Regions from separate parts of the Cricetulus griseus genome. Here region 2 is linked to region 1. Evidence: chromatin contacts called from public Hi-C data. All regions are on one chromosome and are shown on one strand. The core of a region is the stretch at or near the end of the contact, and the rest is flanking DNA. Distances in the headings are between cores, read along the strand shown. Region 1 overlaps Rnf125 (E3 ubiquitin-protein ligase RNF125). Region 2 overlaps Rnf125 (E3 ubiquitin-protein ligase RNF125).

Evidence for each region. A called contact is a pair of places that touch in the nucleus more often than the background predicts.
Region 2: a Hi-C map of fibroblasts shows a contact between it and region 1, with 5 times the contacts expected there. The contact joins two enhancer-like sites. A contact is called at or near these places in 5 of 8 Hi-C or Micro-C datasets (the CHK-Q cell line, the CHL-YN cell line, the CHO-K1 cell line and 2 more).

What each region holds. Positions count from the first base shown.
Region 1 is chr2:216,043,965-216,051,085 of CriGri-PICRH-1.0, reverse strand. Rnf125 (E3 ubiquitin-protein ligase RNF125) reads left to right here. Exons shown (of 6, transcript XM_035440264.1): 2 at 5,505-5,658. The coding sequence starts at 5,617. Among named protein-coding and RNA genes, the nearest start is that of Rnf138, 27 kb to the right of the region's middle. Within about 2 kb of position 2,400, at least 3 of the 6 cell types and tissues checked have open chromatin away from gene starts, as enhancers often do. A contact at or near this core is called in fibroblasts, where this site is marked.
Region 2 is chr2:216,083,205-216,090,403 of CriGri-PICRH-1.0, reverse strand. All of the region lies in intron 1 of Rnf125 (E3 ubiquitin-protein ligase RNF125), which reads left to right. Among named protein-coding and RNA genes, the nearest start is that of Rnf125, 24 kb to the left of the region's middle. Within about 2 kb of position 1,318, at least 2 of the 6 cell types and tissues checked have open chromatin away from gene starts, as enhancers often do. A contact at or near this core is called in fibroblasts, where this site is marked.

The DNA of each region.
Region 1 (7,121 bases), core at 1,151-3,650:
TGCATGCTATGCAAGCACTCTACCAGCTGAGCCACATCCCTGGCTCCAATGATCTATGATTTCTCTGTAAGAATTTTAAGATAAAACTGATGATTAGACTCAAGCCCTCCATGTCCCTGAACACACTCCAGTGTGTGTGTGAAGCCTTTTGTGTCACAGCAATTGGAGAATTCCTGAGTACCATTGTTCTAGTTGAACACTCCATTTTTTTTTTCAAGACAGGGTTTCTCTGTGGCTTTGGAGGCTGTCCTGGAACTAGCTCTTGTAGACCAGGATGGTCTCGAACTCACAGAGATCCGCCTGCCTCTGCTTCCCGAGTGCTGGGATTAAAGGCGTGCGCCACCACCACCCGTCGAACACTCCATTTTTTTAAAAAAGATTTTATTTATTTATTATGTATACAACATTCTGCTTCCATATATATCTGTACATCAGAAGAGGGCACCAGATCTCATTACAGATGGTTGTGAGCCACCATGTGGTTGCTGGGAATTCAACTCAGGACCTCTGGAAGAGCAGTCAGTGCTCTTAATCTCTGAGCCATCTCTCCAGGCCCAGAACACTCCTTTTAAAAGCAAAATGCCACCACTCTGTAAAGGTTTGGCAATTAAATGTTGGATATTGGTTGGATTAATGAGTATAAGTGACTCCAAAAAAAAAAAAGTTTGTACAATTTGGTGTCATTCCATAGTACCAGCCATCTCTCTCTCTCTCTCTCTCTCTCTCTCTCTCTCTCTCTCTCTCTCTCTCTCTCTCTCTCTCTCTCTGTGTGTGTGTGTGTGTGTGTGTGTGTGTGTTACCCTATAGCAGAATATTAGCCTGTGACTGTTGTCTCTGGTTAACAACTCCCCATATTCCATTTCCATGCTTAGCCATTTAACTAGCCATCTCAAGGTTTGAATTTGGCATTGTATCACACATCCATAGAGAAGCTTTGTGTTGGGTTTCTCAGTTAAAAGGTTAGACCCTACCATGTGCTGCCCACAGCCCCCTCCAGAACTCTCCCCTCCAGAACCCTCCCCTTCCCCCCAGAAAGTCCCCGGGGCTTCTCTTTCCTGTTTCAATTCATTTCGAGTTCAGTTTTGCTCTGAGATTGGGACATAAGTCTCTCCAGTGTCCTTAGCTGTTTTCCTGTTTCCTTCCAGCACTCTGCTGGCCTCTTTATTACAGGGATTTGGCTAACTACTTAATTTAGACAAATAAAATGGGGCTCTAAAATAACAAATTGCAGTGGTGTAATTAAGTTTCCAGCTGGTTTCAGGGTTGGTCCAGTCATTATGGAGTTCCTTATTGATTTTCTCCTGCTGTGCTACAAGTGAGGCAAGAGGAGTGCTGAAGCAGAGGGCCACACTCTTCAGAGGGCTCTGCTCAGCGCTTCCTGGAGATGGCACTGGAGTGGCACTGGGCTAGTAAGACAAGTCTCACAGCAGAGCCAGGACACTGGATTCATGTGGGAAATCTGATCTTAAAGCCCTGGTATTGCATCTGGAAGGTTTCCTTTTGTCCATCATATTTTTATTTAGAAATTACATTTATTTATTTTATGTGGGGTGTATGTGGAAGGGTGTATGTGCCACATTGCCCGTGTAGAGGTAACTGGTGATAGATGCTTTTTGCTACTGGGTGTTTCACTGACTGCATTCAGAGTTTTTTGAAAACAAGGAGCCAGACTGGTTTTTCTTGCTGCTGCTGTTTGAGACACAGGGTCTCACTATGTAGTCTTGGCTGGCCTGTAGACAAGACTGGTCTTGAACTCACAAGGATTCTCCAGCCTCTGCCTCCTGGGTACTGGGATTAAGGAGTGTTCCACCATGTTGGGCTGGAGTGAGGTTTTCAAAATGGGGTGCCATTTACATCCATGTTCAGCTTTAATCTTTAAACTACATATTCTCTTTGTGTTAATCCTTCCTTTTGTGATTTCTCACTTCATAGCCTCCTGGTAGGTCAGGTTAAACAATCAAATACCTCCTTTCCTAGTGTCCATTCCTCTCCCTTGGGGTCTTCATTGCAAAAAAAAAAAAAAAAAAAATCACACTCTTTTTGAGACAAGCTGTCATGTAGAGTCCAGACTGGTCAACTGTTTATGGCATTGGGGTTGATCCTGAACTGTGGCCCCTCCTGCTGTCACCTTCCAAATGCTGGGATTATAGGCATGCTCCACAGCATCCGGGGCTTTGTGCACAAACACCCCATCAGCTGGCTACAGGACACCACAGTATGATTTACTCATGGGAACATTGGGAATTCCCAGAAAAGTCTCTATTGGGCAATTTCTCCTGATTGTTATGTCAACTTTCTGACAGAGTTCTGAGCAGCTGCAATTGTGCCTGGGTTGTGTAGGAGGGAGCCTGTGTTGGAAGTGGTCCTGTGATCTTTCTCACAGTGTTACTGTAATTGCCTCGTCATCACAGAAAGTTTTTGTTTTGCTTCTCAGCTTTACTGAGGTGATACAGTGTGACTCATACAGTGTACCCTGGTTGATGAACTGCAGCAATTGTTCATGGCCTGTAACAACACCACATGGAGATTTGGAACAGTTGGTTCCCTTACCCTGAGAAATCCCTTCCTGCCCTTTGTGGTCAGTCCCCCTATGGCTAGCCCCATCAGCACCATCTGCTTCTGGCATCCAAATTAGGGATCATACAGCTAGTAGCTCTTTCACTTGTAAAAAGAATATGGCTTTTATTTTGCCTGTCTTGTCCCTTTGCCAAAGTCAACTGCCATTTGCTGGTATAAGGCACCAGTATGTCTTGACTTTTTGAGTCATGGTCTTGTATATCAAATTCACTAATGTGGCTAAGATGACCCTGAATTCCTCCTCCCTCCACCTCGGGATTTCTGAGATTACCAGTATGTACAACCATGTCTCCTTTATACAGTGGTGGGGATGGGACTTGGGGCTGCATCTGTGCAAGGCAAGCACTCTACCAGCTGAACTCTACTCCTAACCCAGTATAGGGTTTTAGAGACAGGGTCTCATATGGCTCAATCTAGTCCTGAAACACATTAGACTTAGGACACATTAGACTTCTGATCCTCCTTATGCTTCCTAGGTGTCAGGTTTACAGGTTTGTTCTCCCATACCCAGCTGAAGGCATCAAAGTGTCTTGAAATAAATTTATTCTAAACTTAAAAGTATATGAAGTGGTTCATTTTTTTGTAGGACCTAGAATGACCTATGAAATGTCATTTCTGCTTATTTCTGAATATCTTTCTACTACTCTCAGCTTTGGCCGAGGTTTTATGTTTTAAGAGCAGGCTTGTGGACTGAAAGTGTATTCTTGAAAAGTACGTATTGCAAGTGGTTCAAACAATCAACTAAAAGTAATATATTTTTTCATGGTTCTCTGGACCAGCACTTAGGATGGCCTTGAACTTGTGTTTTCTTCCTCTTGAGTTTAGGCTGGCCCTTGTCTATTCATCTCTCACTGCACAGCTCAGTTTATGCCCGAGGATTCCTAGCAGCCTTCCTGAACCTCAGCCAAGTGGTCCCTAGCTGGTGTAGGTTCTGGTTTTGCTTCCATTAGGAAAGAATTCCCAGTGGTTCTCCAGATTCCCTTGGACTCATGCCACTCTTTTCCTGTTTAGTTTTTGGAAAGGGTCTTGTAGCTCACTCAGGCTATCCTAGAACTCTCATATGGAGCCCAGGTTGACTGAAATCCCCTGCCTCGGTCTCCCAAGTACTGGGAGTATTTTTTTTTTTTTTGGTTTTTCAAGACAGGGTTTCTCTGTGTAGCTTTGGAGCCTATCTCTGGAGACCAGGCTAGCCTCAAACTCACAGAGATCCACCTGCCTCTTCCTCCCAAGTGCTGGGATTAAAGGTGTGCACCACCAACGCCCAGCAAGTACTGGGAACATTACCATGCTGATTTAATTTTTTTCTAATAAGACAAAGGATATACCCATGTTTTTATTTCATTCCTCTACCTCCTTCCCCTTTTTTGTTTTGTTTTTTGTTTTGTTTTGTTTTGTTTGAGGCTAGACTAGACTCAAATTGGCTATTAAGCTGGGGGTGACCTTGAACTTCCAATTTTCCTGACTCCATCTCCCATGTGTGCCACCATGCCCACCTTAAAACTTCAGGTCTTATTAAACCAAGTACTTCTGCAGTCTCTTATCCGACTCCCATTGAATGAGGGTTTATCTGCTGGTATGTAAGTCATGTGAGCAGATAATTCAGGTTGGAGCCACTGATGGTGTATTTGGAATAAATTTTTATTTTAGTTGAACATTTGGACCATTTGTAGCCAGGCAGTGGTGGTTCACCCCTTTAATCCCAGCACTCAGAAGGCAGAGGCAGGCAAATCTCTGCCTCTGTGGGTTTAAGGCCAACCTGGTCTACACAGTGAGTTCCAGGACAGCCAAGGCTACACAGTGAGACCCTGTCTCAAACAAAACAAACAAACAAACAAAAAGCACTTTTGAGCCATTGGTAATGAATACTTTTAAAAGGATACACTTTAAAGGTTGTGCATGGTGGCCCCCACTTTTAATCCTAGCACTTGGGAGGCAGGATCTGGCAGATATGTCTGTTAGTTTGAGGTCAGCCTCATCTACACAGTACATTCCAGCCAACAAAGACTACACAGTGTGACCCTTTCTCAAAAACAGACAAACAAAACAAGAATATTCTTTCAGCCAGGCTTAGTGATGTATTCATGTAATCACAGGCAGATTATAGGAGGTAAAGAGTTAGTGGGGAAACTGGGGCTCTTCTTAAGGTTCTTAGTCTTGGTCATAAAAGAATTTAGACAAGGGGAAAAAATCATGCCTTCTGAGTTCAGGTCCAGTATGTTAGGCAAGCAGTCACACACGGCAGCAGAGACAGAATGCCCAGACTATCAAGGAAAGCATGCCTGGAATTTGGAAGGAAGAAAGAGAAAACGTTACATTTTCTGAGTGACTCGGGAAAGTGGGGACTCCATAAGAGACTACTTCCAGGGTGGGGTTTCTGAGAAGGAAAAGCACATTACCTCATTAAGGGGGTAATTATTCTTCCCATCTTTTTATCATGCCTTGAGAAAATCAGCCTCTCTGAGGTGACTGATAGCCCCCACTGCTTTGGGTCTCCAGGCAGAGCCATGGTAGAACTTAGATTCTGGGTTTTTTGTTTGTTTTGTTTTGTTTCGTTTTGACCTTCGAGCAGTTGAATGGACCTTTAATGCCCAGAGACCTCCACCTTCTTTTTTGAGACAGGGTCTGATTGTGTGGCTCTGGTTGGTCTGGAACCGGCTGTGTTGACCAGGCTGACCTTGATTTCCCAGATCTGCCTGTCTCTGCTTCCTGGGTGCTAGGATTAAAACTATGGACTAACATTTCTAGCTATTTTGTTTTTAAATTATGCATATGTGTCTATGTATGGGTATGTGCCCATATGAGTGCAGGTGTGTCTTGGGAGGCCAGAAGCCTTAGTGCTGGGAATGGAAATCGGTCCTCTGGAAGAGCAGTGTGAACTCAAGTGCTGAGCCCTGTCTCCTGATGTATTCTCTGTTTGCTCTGAGTAGGTTCTGCAGATCCTGTATTGCGACCAGTATAAAGAATAACAAATGGACATGTCCATACTGCCGGGCATACCTTCCTTCAGAGGGAGTGCCAGCAACTGACATAGCCAAAAGAATGAAATCAGAATACCAGAACTGTACTGAGTGTGGGACTCTGGTGAGTAATATAACCTATGTTCATGATTACAAGCAAAGTTTTCCAGTGAAATTATCATTCCACCTGCTCCACCTCCCCCACTTTGGGAACAGGGTCTCATTCTGTAGCCCAGGGTGGACTTAAACTTGCCATCCTCCTGCCTCTGCTCTGGAAGTGTAAGGATTACATGCATGCCCACCACATTAGCTCCTTTAGTATTAGTGTATATATAGTTCAGATAGATTGAAGCCAAGGCTTTCTACATGCAAGGTGACTGTTGTACCACCGAACCATATCCCCAGCCCTCATTTTTACTTTTGATTTTGAGGCAGAGTCATTAAGTTACCTGTGCTAGCTGTGAACTTACTCTGTACTCTCCTAGCAGCTTGCTTCACAGGCTTGCCCCACCAGCCTTTTAAACATTCTGTTTGAAACTTTTACTTCACTCATCTGTTTTCTCACCACCAACAAGAGTTGGAAAATAAATGTTTTTTTAAATAAACTTATTTAACCTTTATTTTATGTGCATTGGGGTGAAGGTATCAGATCCTCTAGAACTAGAGTTACAGACAGTTGTAAGCCTCCACATGGGTGCTGGGAATTGAACCTGGGTCCTCTGAAAGAACAGTCAGTACTCTTAACCTCTGAGCCATCTCTCCAGCCCCGAAAATAAATGTTTTTAACATGGAACTTAAAAAAACATATGAAAATTCATGCCTTTAATCTCAGCACATTGGAGGCTAAAGCAAGAGGATCTGCTATATGTTCAAGGCTAGCTCAGTCTACATAACAAGTTCCAGTCAAGCCAGGACTATATATATAACAGTACAGTATGTCAGAACAACAACAACAAATACCCAAAACAAAAAGTCAGTCCTTGTCAGGACGTGGTGGTGCATGCTTTTTTAATCCCAACACTCAGGAGGCAGAGGCCAACCTGGTCTACAGAGCGAGTTCCAGCACAGTCAAGGCTACATAAAGGAACCCTGTCTGGAAAAAGCAAAACAAAACAAAACGAAACAAAAAGACTAGAAAGATGGCTCAGAGGTTAGAAGCATTGGTTGCTCTTCTAGAGGTCCTGAATTCAATTCCCCAGCAACCACATAATGGCTCACAACCATCTTCAATGGGATCTGGTGCCCTCTTCTGGCTAGCAGGCATATATGCAGGCAGAATACTGTATACATACATAATAATTACATCTTTAAAAAAAAAAAAAAAAAAAAGTCAATCCTCATCAGTCAAAGTACCTTGCCTGGAAACGAACTGAACATTGTCCCCCTCCCCCTGGCCCTTAAGGAATTACCTCTGAGTTTACAGGAAGATGCCAAATGGCCTCTAGGCTTCTCAGCTCCCAAGAGTGACTGATTTGTTTTAGCTATCTGAACCCCTCTTGCCAGGGCCCTTGTCTCCTATTAGGGTCCTTTCCTGTTACCATCTTTCCCTAGAGACCTGTATGGTCACACTCCACGTGTCAGCCACTG
Region 2 (7,199 bases), core at 69-2,568, 40 kb before region 1:
AGGAAGTGCGGGAAGAAGTTTCAGAATGCCACATAAATACTCAAATACTGGCAGAGAAATTTCAAAATGACTCTTCATTACGTATGTAACAAAAGTAAACTAACTCTACAGTTACAATACTGCAGCCAGGACCTGGAGTCATTCCTAGATGTTGTGACTTTGCAGTTTGTCATTGTCATTTCCTGAAGGGTCTCCTTATGCAGCCCAGGACACCCTTGAACTCCAGATCCTGCTACCTCAACCTCCCAAGCACTGGGATTATAAAACTATACCATCATGCCCACTTTACAGTTTGTGGTTTCTGTTACTGCTGTTTTTGTCTAAGAGTGGTTCATGTAGCCAAGGTTGCTTCCAACTTGCTATATAACCAAGGATGACCTCGAACTCTTAATCCTCCAGCCTCTGCCCATGTGCAGGGTCTACAAGCTTGAGTCACCAAGCCTGGTGACTTTTGATTCTTCTTTTGATTCTTTTGTTGTTGTTTGTTTGTTTGTTTGTTTGTTTTTCGAGACAGGGTTTCCCTGTGTAGCTTTGAAGCCTATCCTGGCACTCACTCTGGAGACCAGGCTGGCCTCGAACTCACAGAGATCCGCCTGCCTCTGCCTCTGAGTGCTGGGATTAAAGGCGTGTGCCACCAAAGCCCAGCTTCTTTTGATTCTTGATGCAGTGCTTTCAATGCAACGCTAGTGGAGCTGAAGATGTCATCACAAGGAAACCCTAGAATTGAGTATTCTGGCTCTAGATTAGTTAATTTAGCATGGCCAATTTGGAGGGAACAAGAAAAGGAAGAAGGTCTTTATGCTAGGGCTCATGAAAAGTAGGCTGCCTTCAAATCCACAACGGGTAAAGGAACAAATCTGTCAGAAGAGTGAGCCCCTGAGATCTCCTGGAGGTGAAGAAACCTCTGGTTGCAGGCCTGTTACTGTGCTATCCCAGAAAATTGGATATAGGCCATCCAGTAAACTGATTCCAGACTCCTCTCCCATCATCTGCTGTGAGAAATTGCCCGGGACAATTTCTGAGAAATTGTCTGAGTTTCTTTTGAGTCATTGCCTACAGTAACTCACTTTGTGTTGGTATAAAATATGCCTGAAACTGGATGTTTTGTAACTTAGAGAGGTGTATTTGGCTGAAACATATCCAGCCATCCTACTGGTACTCTGCAGTTATGTGAGGACTAGCTGATTGGTTTTGCTGAGAAAACTAAGTGTCATCCATTCCAAATGGGTAACAGGCCAAAAGATACCCAACTGGCACATGACTTACTGCAGAATGTGGGGCTGGGGAGACTATATGACTCAGCAGATAAGGCATTTCCTGCCAAGGCTGACAACCAGAGCTTAGATCCCAATGGCCACATAGTGGAAGCAGAGCATGTTTCCCTCTGATCTCCACACAGATGACATGGCAAGCTCACTCCCCAACACACATAGTCACACCAAAATCAACAGATGTAACCTGTGTTTTAAAGGAACTGAAAGATTCTGCTATGAGGAGAAGCATTTCTTTATAAAAGAAATGAAACAAACCTTTCATCATTCTCTCCTTGTTGGGAGCCCTGAGTGTTAGATATTTTTGCCTCTGGGGCAAAAAGTAGCTAAGTGAATGACTGTGAGTGGAAAATGCCAAAAGTGGGCATCAGGTCCCCTGGAGTAGGAGTTGCAAGTGGTTGTGTCTCATGGCATTTGTGACACTCATGCACTCACACCCCACATAAATAAATGCATATACAAAAGAAAATTTAAATATACATACAAATGCAATAGAGTAAGCTAAAAACAATATTTTTTTTGAGACAAGGCTTCTCTATTATGTAACCCTGGCTGAATTTGGTACTCCTATAAACCAGATCTAACTCAAGCTCACAGAGTTCCACCTTCCTCTGCCTCCAGAGTGCTGGGATTAAAGGCATGTACCATGCCCAACAAAAACAACTTTTAAATGCAAGCTGTGGTTGAGCTACTTACTCTTAAATACTGGATTAGAGTGAGTAAATCTCATCTTCTTTATTGTCTCCCTCTCAGTAGCCTATGCTTCTCTACACAGGTCCATTTGAGTCTGCACTTCATTCTAATCTGGTTTAGACTACAGAAGTTCACATTTAGGAGCAGGCGTTAGCTGGCTCAGTGGTCCAGCACTTGCTTGGGATACATGGGGCCTTTGATTAGATCACCAGCTCTACAAAACAAAGCTACAGGAGCTGAGCATGGGGGTGGGGGAGTAGCTCTATGGCAGTGCTTGCCTCCCATGCAAGAGGTTCTTGGTCTAGTACCAAAACAGCAGAAACTGGGCGTGGTAGCATGCACCTGTAATGCCAGCCCTCAGAAGCATGCTGATCAGAAGTTCAAGATCATCACTGGCTACATAATGAATTGGATACATAAAACTCTATCTAATAAGTGAAGGAGACAGGGCATGGTAGCTTCAATCTGTAATTCAGCACTCAGAAGGATGAGGCAGGAAAATTACCTCAAGTTCCAAGTTTGCTCCCCACCCCCACCCCCAACTGTGCAAGAGATACTGTCTAAAAAAAAAAAAAAAGTTTAATTCAATTAGATAAGGTCAGGGTAGTAGACCCAACATGGTTGAATCTTGATAGCTTATAAAAGATTGAACACACACATGCACACACGCTGCTTCTTGCCATGTGACACCGTCTGCCACCATTGGGACTTTGCCATTACAAAGGCAGAGTCTGTTACCAGAGGCAGCCCTTGGACCTTGGATCACATCCACAAGAGCAAATAAACCTCTTCTCCATAAAGTTACCCAACCACAGCATTGCACTGCAATAACACAAACTAATGTAAGTGGCCTCCTTTTTCTCTTCCTTTCTCCATGACCCCAGTTCAGAATGTATTTCACCAAAACACACATATTTATGGATGTAAAAGAGAAACAAATGTTTGATAAGGCCTTGATCTTTGTTCTGTATGTGTTGCACATGTTCTCTTATCTGTTCTTCCTTTCCTATTATATATTGAATTTTTAAAACTCATTAATTGATTTCACAACTATAAAGGGTCATGAGCTGCTTTTGAAAACAGTTTTGGCAGATACTGCTGTGTGACTCAGAAGTTTCTCCTCTCTTCCCCTTTGCTGTTTCTTTTACCTGAGAGCCATGCCAGTATTACCTGCTAAAGTGATCAGCAAAGATGAACCTGGGTAACAACAGAGTGGGGGAAGTGAGAGCAATCACCGACATTTCTTCCAAGTCATATTAAGCACAGAAGTACACTTCACGATCTCAGAAAGAGATGAGCAAAAAGAAGAAAACACCACATATGGTATCCACCTGCAATTCCCATACCTGGAACACAGAGACAAGTGGATCAGATGTCCAAGGTCATCCTCAGATACATAATGAGTTCAGAGCCAACCTGAGCTACAGGAGAGCCACCCAGTCCCATTTAAAAGGCAGAGAGCATGGCTCATGATTGTGCTGTATTCTTATTCTGTTCAACACTTTTCAACTCAATGACAAAATGCCTGAGAAAACAACTTGGGGAGATTCAGATGAATTCATCATCAGTTGGCTGCATGTTTTAGGTCTGAGATGAGGCAGAAGACAATGTGGGAAGGGTGTGACACAGCAGTTGCTAACCTCAGGAAGCAGAGAGAGCAAGGAGGAGTGCCCAGGGCCCTCCTCATTACCTACTTCCTCCAGCTAGGTCCTGCCTCCTAGTTTGCACACTTTCCAGCAATGCCACCAAATTGCAAATGAGACCCTATCCAAAAAAAGAGAGGGGGAAATGGAAGATGGTGGCTCATGTCTATAATCCCAGGAGTGGGTGATACATGCCTATAATCCCAGCAATTGAGACACCAAGGCAGGAGGATTGCAAGCTCAAGGCCTGAGTTGGGCTACATATTAAGTTCTAGGCCAGCTTTGACAATTTAGTGAGATCCTGACTCAAAATAAAAAGTAAAAGGAGTTCGGAATGCTTGGTGCATTCTCCAGTATTACACACACACACACACACACACACCCATACCTATTATTTCCTACAGTGAAGTATAAGAGCTGGTGGCAAAGAAAAGGGAAGAAATTGGAGAAAGCAAGTGCTGTGAGCTTCAGGACAATAAAAGGGCTAATGTGAGCAGCATGGTGAGATCCAAGTCAGGACACAGTTGAGACCCTGCCTCAAAAAATGAAAAGTTTGCCAGGAAGTGGTGGTACACACCTTTAATACCAGCACTGAGGAGGCAGAGGCAGGTAGCTGTCTGAGTTCAAAGCCAGCCTGGTGTACAGAATGAATTTCAGGACAGTCAGGACTACACAGAGAAACCCTGTCTCAAAAAAATAAGAAATGTTCACTTTGTTTAAAGCTGCTGTCTAAAATGATCATTAGTGTGACCCTTTCCCCACTGTCCCAGAAAAATGTTCTCTGTGTTATCTCCTTTCACTTGCTAAGTCGATGAATACTCAGGCACTGGTCCCAGTTTAGGTTTAAACTTTGTTCCAAGTGTTTTAATAATGGCAAGATTCTGTTTCATTTTTCAAGCCACAGACTTTTAGCCTAAATTGAGACAGTCACTGGGAGAAGCAAGGCCAATTAACAAACATTCGGTTCTGGGGATGTAAGAAAACAACAAACAAAAACAAAACAAAAGCTTGAGTAGTTTTGAGCAGTTCTGCTCATCCTGGGCTCCCTCCATTCTCTGAAGTCAGGCCAGAGAAAGCTTGTGAATGTGTATGGATCTTCATCTTCACTGCAGTCCTCTCAAGAACTTAGCCAGGGCTTGAAGACACAGATATTTGGTAGAGTGTTGCCTAGTATGTATGAGGCCATGGGTTAAATCGCGATTACAGAAAAGCATTGAGGTCACAGCTGGGGGTGTAGCTCAACTGATGGAGTGCTTGTCTAGTGTGCACAAAGTCTCTTGGTTTGGTTTGATCCCTAGCATAAATACATCAGGCACCAGGCATGGTGGAGCCTATAATCCTAGCACTCAGGAATCACAGGCAGGCAAGTCAGAAGTTCAAGGTCATTTTTTGTACCTGAGCCTGAGCTACATCTATACACAAACAAAACAAAATGAAAAGTGAGGTCATCTAGCTTTTGCCTTACTGAAAGTTTAATACAGAAGCTAGAAAGATGGCTCAGCAATAAGAGAACAGAGCATCTGAGTTCAAATCCCAGCATTCACACAATGGCTCACAACTATATAACAAAGGATATGACACACTCTTCTGGTCTTCTCAGCTACCAGGCATGCATGTTATGCACAGACATACAAGCAAAACATGCATACACACAAAATAAATAAATCAATAAGCTTAATGGGGGGGTAAAGTGCATCTCAGTGGTACAGTGCTTGTACTATACAGGAAGCACAATTCAGTTTTCTATGGCAAAAATCTAAAACGGATTTAACATGTTTCAAGATATCTCATTCTCAACTAGGCATGGTGGAACAGCATAGTGATCCTAGCACATCGGAGGCTGATGCAGAAGGATTGCCATGAGGTTGAGTTTGATAGTAACTTGAGCTACACAGTAAGACCCTGTCTTAAAGCAAAGTCAGCACCATGTCTTGTACTTGTGGCATCAGAGTCCTAATACCACTTTGTGCTATGTTCCAAGTAGACCCCCATACATATTTCTTGAATTGAATTGACTTGAGTTCTAGAAATGGGAAAAAATTAACTGCTGGGGAAGGGGATTGGATTTACATAAAGGAAGACTTGCAACACAATGCTTCTAAACTTGTCCTTATACTCCCCAGAGTGTCCTTAAGGAGATGGCACAGATGGGGTCGAGAAGCCCTCGACCCCAGCCTAACAAGCTTTTCCTTTTAATTTGTTTTAATTTCAATTCTGTGTATTGTTAGTGGGGGATACTCACCTGCATGGTGTCCATGTGGAAGCCAGAACTTTTGAGAGTCGGTTCTTTCCCTCCGTCGTGGGATATGGAGGTCAAATTCAGCACAGGCCTGCACAGCAAGCCCTTTACCTTACCAGCCATTGTGCTCCCCCAACTCTGCCTTAAATCACCACGAGTGGAATAACCTAAGCAACCACAGCCAGTGTGTCACTGTCATTCTTTTCCCTTCATGTCACAGCCTTCTAGCAAAGGTGTTTTCAATGTGTCAATTAAAAAAAGTATTATACTTACTTATTTTACATGTGCATGTGGTGGGGGGCACAGTTCATGTGTGGAGACCAGAAGTCAATAGCTTTGGATAGTTCTCTCCTTCTGCCATGTAAGTCGAAGGAATAAAACTAAGGTTGTCAGGCTTTTGTGACAAGCTCACCGAAGCAATTTCTCCCAAATTCCCAATGTAGCTGAAAATGACCTTGAATTTCTGGGCCTCTGTCATCTACCTCCAAAGTGCTGAGATAGACTTAGTGTTTGTACCACACCACACCAGCCTGGTGTATGCAATACTAAAGATCAAATATAGAGAAGGCTTTGAGAGTTAGGTAAGCACTCCACCAACTGAGATACACCTGAAGCTCAGAAAGGTTTTGGGGTTTTTGTTGTTGTTATTTAGTTTTGCTTTTTTTTTTAATAAAGGAGAAATTATCGTATAAGAAGATATGCTTTGGGCCAGGCAGTAGCAGCAAATACCTTTAATCCCAGCACTTGGGAGGCAGAGGCAGGCAGATCTCTGTGAGGTCAAGGCCAGCCTGGTCTACAGAGTGAGTTCCAGGACAGCCAAGACTATTTCACAGAGAAACCACCCCCCTCTAAAAAAAAATTTGTAAAGAATTTTAGTAGCAAGTATCTAAAACTAGGAGTCTGAGACAGTCACATGCAGAGACCCCAAAGACAAGGCCTGGGAGGATTGGAAAGCTGTTTGTCAAATAAATGTGTGCTGTGACTCCCGGGATCACCCGACCCAGTGACCTAATTCATGCTGAGCTGGGACTGTTGTAGCTCCCAGCAAAGTGCCTTGGCTGGAGTCCTGTGGATGCAAAACACCTTGTGTCTTCTTGCCCTGGTTTAATGACAGTTTACACTTTAACCATATACTCATTAGCAGCACTGAAGTTGCACTGTCACTGGGAACATGGACATTTTCTGAGAGAGAAACAGGCACCAGTATTGGGACTTGGCCCTGGGCATGCTATACCAGGAAGGCATTGGAAAGTGAGTCAGCTTATAAAAGTCTAGCCAGCAAGGTAGAGGACAGTGTCCTTGGGTAAGGCAACTAATGTTGGAGAGATCTGTCTTGCTTGATGATAACCTCCA